Regions from separate parts of the Mus musculus genome. Here region 2 is linked to region 1. Evidence: chromatin contacts called from public Hi-C data. All regions are on one chromosome and are shown on one strand. The core of a region is the stretch at or near the end of the contact, and the rest is flanking DNA. Distances in the headings are between cores, read along the strand shown.

What was found. Hi-C and Micro-C count contacts between places; a contact is called where the count stands out from the background.
Region 2: a contact with region 1 is called in a Hi-C map of uterus, with 1.8 times the contacts expected there. The contact joins the enhancer-like site here to the promoter of Bbs4 in region 1. A contact is called at or near these places in 1 of 39 promoter capture datasets (macrophages), 20 of 484 Hi-C or Micro-C datasets (B cells, the C3H10T1/2 cell line, CD4 T cells and 12 more), 1 of 115 datasets of contacts at active chromatin or transcription factors (embryonic stem cells) and 3 of 9 other capture datasets (adipose tissue, liver and pancreatic islet).

Annotation. Positions count from the first base shown.
Region 1 is chr9:59,348,909-59,354,809 of GRCm38.p6, forward strand. It overlaps Bbs4 (Bardet-Biedl syndrome 4 (human)), which reads right to left and starts at 4,600. Exons shown (of 16, transcript NM_175325.3): 1 at 4,502-4,600. The coding sequence starts at 4,525.
Region 2 is chr9:59,401,561-59,407,380 of GRCm38.p6, forward strand. Arih1 (ariadne RBR E3 ubiquitin protein ligase 1) reads right to left here. Exons shown (of 14, transcript NM_019927.2): 10 at 4,165-4,295; 11 at 1,808-1,865. Among named protein-coding and RNA genes, the nearest start is that of Bbs4, 51 kb to the left of the region's middle. Within about 2 kb of position 1,336, at least 1 of the 459 cell types and tissues checked has an H3K27ac peak or open chromatin away from gene starts, as enhancers often do. A contact at or near this core is called in uterus, where this site is marked.

The sequences.
Region 1 (5,901 bases), core at 3,350-5,849:
CTGATGTGCTAGAGAATACAGTGGAGTCTCTGAAAGTAGTGCATATGGGAGAGGCTGAGTCAGTGCTTGCATAGACTTTTCTGTGGCAATAAGACATACAACTGAGGCTCAGCTTTCTGCCCCAAAGAACCTGCCCAGCCTCTAATCTAGCAAGAAAAGGGCAGAATGAGGGAGATGTTACTTGCTGTGTCTTACAGCTGACAGGGTGCAATGGAAAGAATACAAGTCAGATCTGAAGAGCTCTTGCTAGGACCCAAGAACTTGGAACCCATGGAAAGAACTGGTGTATGGAAGAACACAGAGTAAGAAGATGCCCCTCAGGTCTGACCTTCAAGACAGAGGAAGGGAAAAGTCCATGATTCAGTGTGAAATCAGAGACCTCAATACAGGAAACTGTGATAGTCAGAGACTGTTCTGAGTCTGATCTCTTGGACTAGGGGAAGACTTTTAAACGGGGAATGAAAAGTCTCTCATAGCCTAACTTCTAAGACTATAGACATGGACGTGGATGTGGCTGATCCACGTGGCATGCAGTCACAAAAACTGAGTAACCACCTGCGGAGTGGCCCCTACAGACTCATATGTTTGAATGCTTGGCCTACTGGAGGCATGGCCTTATTAGAGCTGGTACGTCCCTGCTGGAGAAAGTGTGTCCCTGTAGAGGCAGGCTTTGAAGTCTCCTATGTCCAAGCTACATTCAATGCAACACAGTTTCCTGCAGCCTATTGGTCAAGATGTAGAATTCTCAGTTCACTTCTAATGTCATGCCAGCCTGTATGCTGACATGCTTCAGCCAGCCCAATTAAATGTTTTTCTTTGTAAGAGTTGCCTTGGTCATGGTGTCTGTTCACAGCTAAGACACTACCCATCCTTCCTTGAGCCAGAAGGTAAAGGTCCTTGCCACTAAGTCTAATGACTTGAGTTCAATCCTCAGGATCCATAGGGCAGAAGGTCGTCCTCGGACCTCCGCTAGTGTGCTACTTCACACATGTGCAAGCATGCACACATGTACACACACACACACAAATAAAATATAAAACACTTTTTAAAGAAAGAAGGACCCATTGGTTTTATGGGCTGAGATGGCTCAGCAGTAAAAGTGTTTGCCTTACAAGCCTGACAGTCTGAGTTCAATCACTGGAACTCACAATGGAGATAGAGAACTGGCTTCTAAAAGATGTCTTCTAACCTCTACATGCATGCTGTGGCATATGTGCACCTACACACACACACACACACACAAACTGTACTCGTGGTGGCGCACGCCTTTAATCCCGGCACTCGGGAGGCAGAGGCAGGCAGATTTCTGAGTTCGAGGCCAGCCTGATCTACAGAGTGAGTTCCAGGACAGCCAGGGCTATACAAAGAAACCCTGTCTCAAAAAAACAAAAAAAATTAAAAAAAAAAAAAGCCATAAACTCAGCATATACACATTGTCACCTGTCAAAAGTAAAACAAAGGCCTAATCCAAAGTCCATAATTCTAGAAAAGTCTCTAAATGTGCTAACCTTTTTTTCCGGCTTCTGTAGTTCTGCTTCTGGCTAACTGTTTTTGTTAACTGAAGTATGTCAACTCAAAATATGGTTTTTGTGCTTAAAACCTCATCCTGAGAAGGACTCAGGGCTACACTGGGATCCTGAGCACCCAGTATAGTCACCTGCCAACCAACTAATAGACTTTCTATTGCCTTAAATCCGAGACTGATCAGTCTTCTCTGGTGGATATCCCACAATAATGGTGCCAGTATCGTAAACCTAGAACATTAAGCAGATTATTATTTATCTTTTAGCTTATGCACTGAGATTTCTTCTCTGTACTGAGTATTCTGCTGGTATCACTCTGCAAATAAAATGGCAAACAAAAGAGACCCCTACAAGAGACAACACTGCATTATAAGACTGTCAACCAGAAGCAACTAATTTGTCTGTTTTCCATGGTGTTTTTCAAAAGACAATATAAAAAAAAAAACCACTAAAATCATTCATTAGTTCAGGACAGGGTTTGAAACCCAACAGTAAAAAGTAAAAAAAAGTAAAAAGTAAAGGACAAGGCTTCATGTTTTTATTAGGGATGTCTCCGAAGTTAAATACAATTACAAACATAGTCCTCAAAAATCAACTACTGTCAAAAAGCTAAAAATAGAATAATCAGTCCTTGCCCAATGGCATATACCTATGATCCCAGCACCTTGGTACTGAGGCAAGAGAACTGTAGTCTGATCCTAGCCTAGGCTATATAAGACGACCCTATCTCAAATCAACAAAACATCCTATGATCCAGCTATCCTCCTACTGAGTACATACCAAAATAAAATACACTCATTCTACCAAAGAGATACTGTGTTCTTCATCTACTGCAGCATTCTTCACAGTATCAAAGTACATAGTCAATGGAGTTGCCCAAGGATGGATAAATAACAAATGGGTAAATAAACTGTGGTATGTGTTAAGGCCTAGGTAAAATATTAAGGTCTAGATGGACTGTTAAAGCCTAGGTAATATGTTAAGGCCTAGGTAACAGATACTTGACTACCCTGCCATTATAAGGAAACTCTCTCCTATCTCTCTGCTGTTGCTAGGAAACTTTCTGATGCCAAGATTGATTACATATTCTGTTATGTTCTGTGCCCTTGAAAACCAGTCACAATAAAAAGTCAATAGGACTGTTTTATATAGTTACCCACAATAAGCTTGGATCTGAACCAACCACCCAACAGTATTTCCTGTACCTGTGTTCAAGTTTTTATGGTATAAGCTGCCCCCGAGATGGACCCCAACATAAGAAAGATACCCGCCCCAATATAAGAAACTATTTGGAATAAAACTTCCATTCTGAGTAGTGGTCGAGTAAAGTTTATGTTCCCAAAACCTCCCTGGGAACTGACATCCTACTTGGCAGAAAGAGACATGTACACAGGTAACTGACATCCTGGTTGGCAAGTTAAGACATGAATATTAGACAAGTCCCATCCTGGTAGAGAAGTTAGGACATGAATATTAGACAAGGCAGGTTTCCTGCCACAGTTGAATACCCCAACCAATGGGAGCAGGGTAAATGCACAACAAAACATGTTCCTAAGGAAATCCTATCCCTAAATCCTGATTGGTGAAATAATTTGGCACAGATGTTTGTGGATTTGGGGCTTAAAAACCCTGTAAGATCTTAACTTGGGGTCATGGTTCAGTTCCCGAATCTGGACCATGGCCCTAGTTGACCAGTCCTGGGGCATCTGCTCAATAAACTATCCCTGTCTGACTGCGATCAGTGTTTGTGTGGTTTGTGAAGAGATTCCTAGACTCCAGGAGTATGCATGTATTATTTAGACATGAAAAAGAATAAGGTGTAATCTGTAGTACTGTGGAAAAATTATGCTAAGTAAAATATGCCTGGCAGAGAAAGCCAAAGCATGTTCTCACTCCTATGTGGAAACTAAAAAAGCTGATCTCAACGGGGTAGCACACACCTTTAATCCCAGGCAGCCTAGTCTACTCTCTAGTTCTAGGTCAGTTGGGGATACACAAATAAACCCTATCTTTACAAAAAGGAACAAACAAAGTTGATTTCATGGAAATAGAGAGTAGAACAAGAGGTCACCAAAAGTTAGGAAAGGGAAAAGATGGAGAGAAACATTCAATAATATTCAATAACAGGAGCCAAATACCAACAGACAGAAGCAAATGCTTATGTGGGGGCTACTGTTTGCAACAGTTTATATGCTGAGATGGAAATGGTAATGACCCTGACTTGACCATCACACACAGTACACTTTGTACCGACGTATCATCACACTGTACCTCATAAACATACAACTATAAGTCAATCCAAAAAAAAGGAGCTAGGAGTGATGACGCACTCCTGTAAATCCCAGAAGTCAGGGGATTAAAGGTGGCTAATCCGTAGCCAACATGAACTACAGGTGCAAATACCATGTACATACAAGACTGTCACAAACAAGCAAGGTCATGAGTGATGCAAAAAGCCAGTTACTTCTGGGTCAGCCTGAATTCACAGAGGCTGTTGTAGAATTAACTAACGATTTAAACCAGCTGAGTTCTGAAACAGGGCTTTTCCGAAATCTAATCGCAGCTGGGAAAACAAGCCAGTCGCAGTGAGAGGGCAGGGGCGCTGAATGGTTCCAGGCTTCATCCAATTAAATTACCAATCTATGGGATATCAAAAACTGCCTAATGAAGGTGCAGTAACCCCCACCTCACGCCCACCCTCAAATCCTAAGAGTAGGAAAAACACCATTTCCAAAAAACCTCTCTTCTCTGCCCAATCCCAAAACAGACGAAGCGCTGCACACAGGTCAGCATTCGCCAAACGCCCAGCCAGGCGGGGAGCTGGACCGCGCCGCCTCCCGGAGGGACTACTTGGCGTACGCCCCGGCCCCGCCACCCCAGCCCCGCTGGCCGCCCCGGCCTGGCCCCGCCTGGCCCGGCCCCGCCACGACGCTCCGCCCTGAGGCCGCCGCTAAGCCTCCGAGAATCTCCCCGCTTACCATCCCAAGCTTCACTTCAGCCATCTTGGCTCCGCCCACCGCTTCGCGACCGGAAGCCGACCGTTTCCCGGGCGACCAGCTGAGCAGGAAGTCAAAGCCAGGGAAGGAAGGAGGAACCTGAGCCCCTAAGGAGTTGTGAGTGGAAGGTCAGGCTGTGAGGTCAGTGAGTTCCAGGGTCTCAGCCACAGATGGATGGCTTAGCTCGGAAGGAATAGGTGAGGGGACTCGCAGCCAGAGCTTAGATAGCTCTGCACCGGGCTGGACGAATTTAGAGTGGAGCGTGTCAGTTAGATAGTAGACAACGAAGTTTATAACTTATGTTTCCAAGAGATTTGGTCTAAGCCTTACATTGGCAACAAAGTTTTTCAATGACATTTTGTGAGGAAAATATGCTTTCATCGCCAGTGGAAACAAATTGGTCAAGCTTCCAATAAGAGCAGCTTAGCCACAACTACCAAAATTAAAAATGCTTATAACCTTAACCCAACTGTTTCAATTATAGGAATTTATTCTATACATATAGACATAAGACATGGCTTTACATACAGAGGTATCCGATGTATCATTGTTTGGAATAACCAACACCCAAAAAAACAACCTAAATACCCAACAGTAGAAATCAAATAAATGATAAGTTCATATTGTGTGGCATCTGAAAAGAGACAACTATTTACATGGTAAGAGAATTGCCAAGGTATTCTATTATCAGATAAGGACAATGTGCAAGAAATGCATACAGTGTCTATGTTAATAAGAAGAAAGCAAAACTAAGAATATTATGTACATAATTCTTTATTAGAAAATATTTCAACTTGGGCGTGATGGTGCATGCCTTTAATCCCAGCACTCGGGAGGCAGAGGCAGGTGGATTTCTGAGTTCGAGGCCAGCCTGGTCTACAAAGTGAGTTCCAGGACAGTCAAGGCTATACAGAGAAACCCTGTCTCAAAAAAGAAAAAAAAGAAAGAAAATATTTCTAGGATATTTAAATACTAAAAGTGGTTCTCTCTAGGGAAGAGAACTGTATAGCAGGCAAGCAAAGAGCAGAGGTAGGCTGTTTAGAACTGTAATTTTACTCTACATGGACATACTTGTTTGTTTGTTTGTTTGTTTGTTTGTTTTCGAGACTGGGTTTCTCTGTGTAGCCCTGGCTGTCCTGGAACTCACACTGTAGACCAGGCTGGCCTCGAACTCAGAAATCCGCCTGCCAATGCCTGCTCTTTGGAAGGCAGAGGCAAATGGATCTTTGTGAGTCTGAGACCAGCCTGATCTACACAAAGTTCCAGGAAGGACAGTCAGGACTATGTAACAAGACCTTTTCTCAAAACGTTTAAAATAAAATAAAATGGATGCCAAAAAATGATAATCTAAGAGAGACTACTTTCCTTAGAAAAAAGAGATG
Region 2 (5,820 bases), core at 86-2,585, 49 kb after region 1:
TGACTTCCTTAGCAGTAAGGGGAAAAACAGAGTTGAGTAATCATAGCGGATATCATACAGACTACAGGTTTCATTCCCACCCCAATGCTGTGAAAAGTCTTGTATATACTAGGCAAACTCAACATTGAGATTCAACCCCCCCACCTCACACACTCGCCAATTTGTGTGTGTGTATAGGAAGTTAAGAGTTGACATCCATACTGGATCAAACACAGGTTTATCAGAGTTATAATAAAGCAAATACTTTTACTTTTACTCAATGGCTCTCTTTTACCCTTCATGTGCATGTGTTTGTGTCAAGAGCCACAGTTCTAGATTTGTTGAGGCATGGACTCTCACTGAATAGGGATCCTGTTGATTGTGGTTAATCCAGTTGGCTAGCTATCCACAGGCAGCCACAAGATGGATGCTACAGATCAGAATATGAATATGTATTCTTGCATTTTTAAGTTGTTTTAAACAATGAGCCATGTTCCCAGTTCCACACACAGGCAGCATCCTTTTGAAACAGGATCTCACTGAATTGCTTCCAATTCACTAAATGGTTATCAACTTCTCTCTGTGGCTCACTCAAGCCTGTACTCAGGATGCTCTTGAAACACTCTCTTAAGCTGGGGTTACACATCTGTGCCATCAGGCATGGCTTTATTTGACCTACACACCCCAAAAGGACCAAAGTATCACATACATTTGTTAAACATTCATTATTTGTAATTTAAAAAGACACAGTACCCTTTATTTCTACCAATAATTAAAAAGATTAAATGTCTGTGTGTTCAGTGAGAGGAGACTGGCTGGACTCAAATTTAAGATCCTACAAGCCTCCAGAGTATTGGGATTATAAGCACACAACAATATGCCACATCTAGAAAATATAAAGAAATGCCTTTAAAAAATTGAACAAAACCAAACATTTGCAACACATGGTTTCGATTATATCCAGCTGGGAAAGCCATTTAAAAAAAAGAGCATTTGGGGGGGGGGGGAGTCTCTAGGGATTTCAATAAAAATGGCTAAGTATAAAACAAACAAACAATGGTTCTACAACTACTATAAAATTACGAGATTTAACAAAACAAAAAACCCAACAACAACAACAACAAAAAAACCAAAACCAAAGTATTATAAATTCAAATCTACTGTTTGAATCCTTTCCCTAATAGCAGGTCATTTTTCTATCTAAACTCCTGAGATTCTATTTCAAATCAAGTGACCCATCAGAACTACAAGAACAATGAAGTAAAAATAAAAAGTAAAAATAAGTGACACATTGTGTGCTCTATACAAAAACAGCTGCTGTTCCCTCAACAACTGCTCAACTCTTATTCTCCTTTCTGAATGAGCAGAATGTGGGAGTGAGTGCTGATATCATACCACCATTGGGACCTAAAAGTAAGCAACATTACTAGCCTAACTAAAAGAAAGCAAATAAACACGACTGTCCTTATGGAAGAGCATGATGGGCATACTCCTGTAACCTCAGACTCGGAAATACAAGGTACAAAGCCAGAGCTTGCCTCAAAATAGACAACAAACACAAAAGACTAAGCATAATGCACATGCCGATAATCAGCACTCTGGAAGACACAGAGGCAAAAGTAACATGAGTTTGATAGCAATCTGGGCTAGGGAGCCCATATCAGAAAACAAAACTGAACTGGTAAGTACTATAAAAAGTCTCTTCTAAGTTTAAGACATTTAGGGTTTACTGTAGTGTCTACGACAATTCAGAACTGAATGCTTCTTGCAAAATTACACGTGTGTCAGAAATCCCAAGCCAGTGCTGTGCTGCCGTGGCTGCACTCACCTCTTGGGCATCTCTTGCTGCCTTTGCATCATCCTCATTATAGCGGTTACAGTTGTACCTTAAAGAAAATTAAGAGGATTTCAAAAAACCATAATCAGTTAAAAAGTAAAAAGAATGTAGCACTTTAATGTGTACTAAGTGATTGTCTAGAACCAGCATTCTATTTTACAACAGATAAAGTGAGATGTCAAAGGTTTCTATTATTGCAATAATAGAAATAAAAGACCAAATAAAGTACACTGGGAGGGCTGGCCATACACCAAAAACATAGTATTTCGATTGTCTAAAGGATTAGATCAACTCTCCAGGAAGTAGAAAACTCTGCACCTCCTAGGTAAGTCCATCCCAAAGCAGCTACACTGCAACCACGAGAAAACACTGTAGTAGATAGCTTCTTTTTACATTTGCCTAGACTTCTAACTCTACTTCTGAAGAGACCACCTCATCTCCTAAGCTATCCTATACTCACGGTCTATCTCCTTTTATAAATCAAAGAGCCAACAATCAGCAAGTTACTATGTAAGAGCTGCTTGTGCTATGGACTTTACACACTACTATGACTTATTAGCTGTCTCTGATACTGAATGACATGTAAAAAGAGGATGGAAGGAGGAGGAAACACGTCCAGAGAAATTAGCTCAGAGTGAAAATGACTGGCACTTCTTTTGTCCTTGTTAGTACCTACCTTTTTTTGTTGTTGTTTAGGCAGGTTCTCACTAAGTAGCCCCGGCTGGTTTGAGATCTCCTACCCAGAGCAGGTTGACCCAGAACTCAGAGATCTGCCTGGCACTGCCCCCATGTGCTGGGATTACAGTTACAGGCTACCATACCTAGCTACTATGTACCTTTTATTAAAGACTACATTCTGATTTGGGCTACTTATTTAATGCTTAACTACCAATTGCAGTGGACTTTCAATGTGTGATTCACAGTTCATTAATGAACAGAGGCAGTTCAGGGCAGGAAGTTGAGAGCTAACACAATGCTACAGCATCTGTTAACACTGAACCTTCTATTCTTCCCTCAGACATTTTTCTCCCAGAGCTGAGGACTGAACCTAGGGACTTGCGTTTGCTAGGCAAGCGCTCTACCACTGAGCTAATCCCCAACCCCTATAGGAAGAATTTAAAAAACGCCATCCCTCCCTCTATCCCAAATAAAAAAATTGAATAAAAAAAATGAATTTAGATGTTAAAAGTAAATTAGTCTAAGAAGTGGCTCAATGGCTAAGGGCACTTGCTACTCTTGCAGAAGGGCATAGTTTGATTCCCAAAACACACAATGGGTAGCCCAAATCCTTCTAGAACTCTAATTTCAAGTTATTTAATGGTCTCTTCAGGCCTTGTGGGCAGTTTTTGAACCATGTGTGAGCATCTGTGTGATACAGAACCACAAACATGAAAAATCCTTACAACATCCAAACTACTATTACTTTATAATGCAGTCTATTTCCTAACTTTCTCTATCCCTTCCAACTTAGTAGGTAGTCAACAGGAAGGTACCACAAATCAAATCTTTACTGGAGAAAAAAAATACCTAAAGAAAAGTCATAATTGCACTGAGCACACAGATCCTTTATTCTTGTCATTATTCCCTAAAAAATACTATTTACAAAACATTTATTGTGTGCTAAGTAATCTAGAAATAGTTTAAATAAAATATGCAGAAGGAGGCACATGCATGCAAATACTATACAAGTGTACATGATGACCATTTGCATGCTCAGATTTTGTTATTCACAGAGCATCCTGGAACTCATCTCCAACAGGTTAATTAACAATGGCATATGCATCTAACATTAACTATCAGTCTTGAAAAACTTATAAAATTAGACATCAGTGGGCCATTTGAAGGGACTATTTTCCAGTTCTAGGTAATTATTCCCAATAGGAAGGCAAGCCTACTTCAAAGAGAAGCTAAAAATACAGATCTTTGTTCAGTAGCTTTCCACTTTTTAGTTAAGACGACAAAACTGTCGTCTAATGATGTGAAGCATAAGGAAAACACACAAGTAAATTTCTGCCATTAAACTCTACTAGACGACTTACCAGACAATGTAACTAAAAATTTAAATCATGAGCTGAAAACACTACTTCACCTCCGTTCACAGTATTCCTTTTACTGTTTCCAAATTTTTCAACTAATGAAATCTCAATGCATAGGTTTAATCTCAATTATTAATTCCTGTGAGAAATAGGACTACAAAATACCTCTCTGTGGTTATCTTGCATATAATGTTGAAACGACATATTAATCTTTTTTAGCTCGTCAGGCAATTATCAAAGGCAGAAATACCATTTGTACATGGTAGACATCCTATAATTACATGAATGTACTCTCCCATTTGTCCAACCTACCAGGCAGATCCATGCGGTTCCCAAGGGCCAAGACACACCCAGCAAAATTCTGCTTTACAGTTCTGGTTACGACAGACCATGTGATTACAACCGCCATCCTTCTCAATTGTGACATGGCATTTGGGACATTCCTATGGAAAAAAACTATAGAGTTGGTGTCAATGCTATACCATTGAGGACAGAAGCTAGTTCTAGACTTCATTGATTTGAGTTTATACACATAAGTTATTTTAAAAAGTAGTAGGAATCTATTAAAGATCATTAAATGTAAAGTATATTATTACTGGCTCTTTCGTTAGTCTTGTTTGCTTTTTTTTTTTTTAATTTGTGTTTTTCTTTTTTTCCTTTTTCTTTTTCTTTTTGGTATTTTTTGGTTTTTCAAGACAGGGTTTCTCTGTATACCCTGGCTGTCCTGGAACTCACTTTGTAGACCAGGCTGGCCTCGAACTCAGAAATCCACCTGCCTCTGCCTCCCGAGTGCTGGGATTAAAGGCGTGCGCCACCACACCCGGCTTGTTTGTGTTTTTCAAGACAAGATTTCTCTGTGTTAACAGTTCTACTCAATCTGTAGACAGGCTGGCCTTGAACTTACAAAGATCCACCTGGCTCTGGCTCCCTTGTGCTGGGATTAAAGGTGTGCACTATCACCACCTGGTTATTACTGGGTATTAATAGACTAAAAAATGTAATAGTTTTTTAAAATTTATTTTTAAGGGTATGTCTGTGTGTTTGCCATCTGTGTGCAAGTGGCTCTGGAAACCAGAAGGGCACCCTGTCTTCTAGAAAGAGAATTCTAGAAAGCGGTAAGCAGCCATGCAGGAGTTGGGACTTGATGAATCAGGGTCCTACTTGAAGAAAAGCTGATGAGCCATCTCCCCACCCAAATAAAAACAATCACAATATTTTGAACACAGTTTTACTGAAGGTAAGTATTTTACTCTACACAATGCTCAGTGCCGTCACCTAGCTGAGAGCAACTAACTATCCATGCACTGTTTTTCAGGGCTTTATATGCACCATAAACCTGTAAATCTTGTATTGGTGTTACTTATTCCTGCTTGTCTCATGAATAAATGACAAAATGGAAATAACAAAGAAACTAATTCTAGGCCACATAGAATCCATCTATGAGCAGTCTGGGTTCACACAGTCAGGTAAGCAGACCTTGACTTTCAAACTGAATTCATACTGAAGCTCAAATTTTTCATTTTTTTTAAAAAAATTATTTATTATTATCCATAAGTACACTGTAGCTGTCTTCAGACACACACTAGAAGAGGGCATCAGATCTCATTAAGGATGGTTGTGAGCCACCATGTGGTTGCTGAGATTTGAACTCAGGACCTTCGAAAGAGCAGTCAGTGCTCTTAACTGCTCTCTCTCCAGCCCCTCATTTTTTTTTAAAAACTGTACTTAAAGAGGTTTTTGTTGTTGAGATAAGATATTTCTACAAAGCTCTAGCTGCCCTATAACTCATTATGTAAAACAGGCTGTCCTAAAACCCTTTCTGAGATGAGTCTGATTCCCAATGCAATAATTAATGTGTGCCAGTGTGCCACTATGCCTGGCTTTAAAAGGGGAAAAAAAAAAACCTTTTTGAAAATCTGAGTGATATAGACATGGTGTGTACAGGAATGTACAAGAGACTAGAAGATG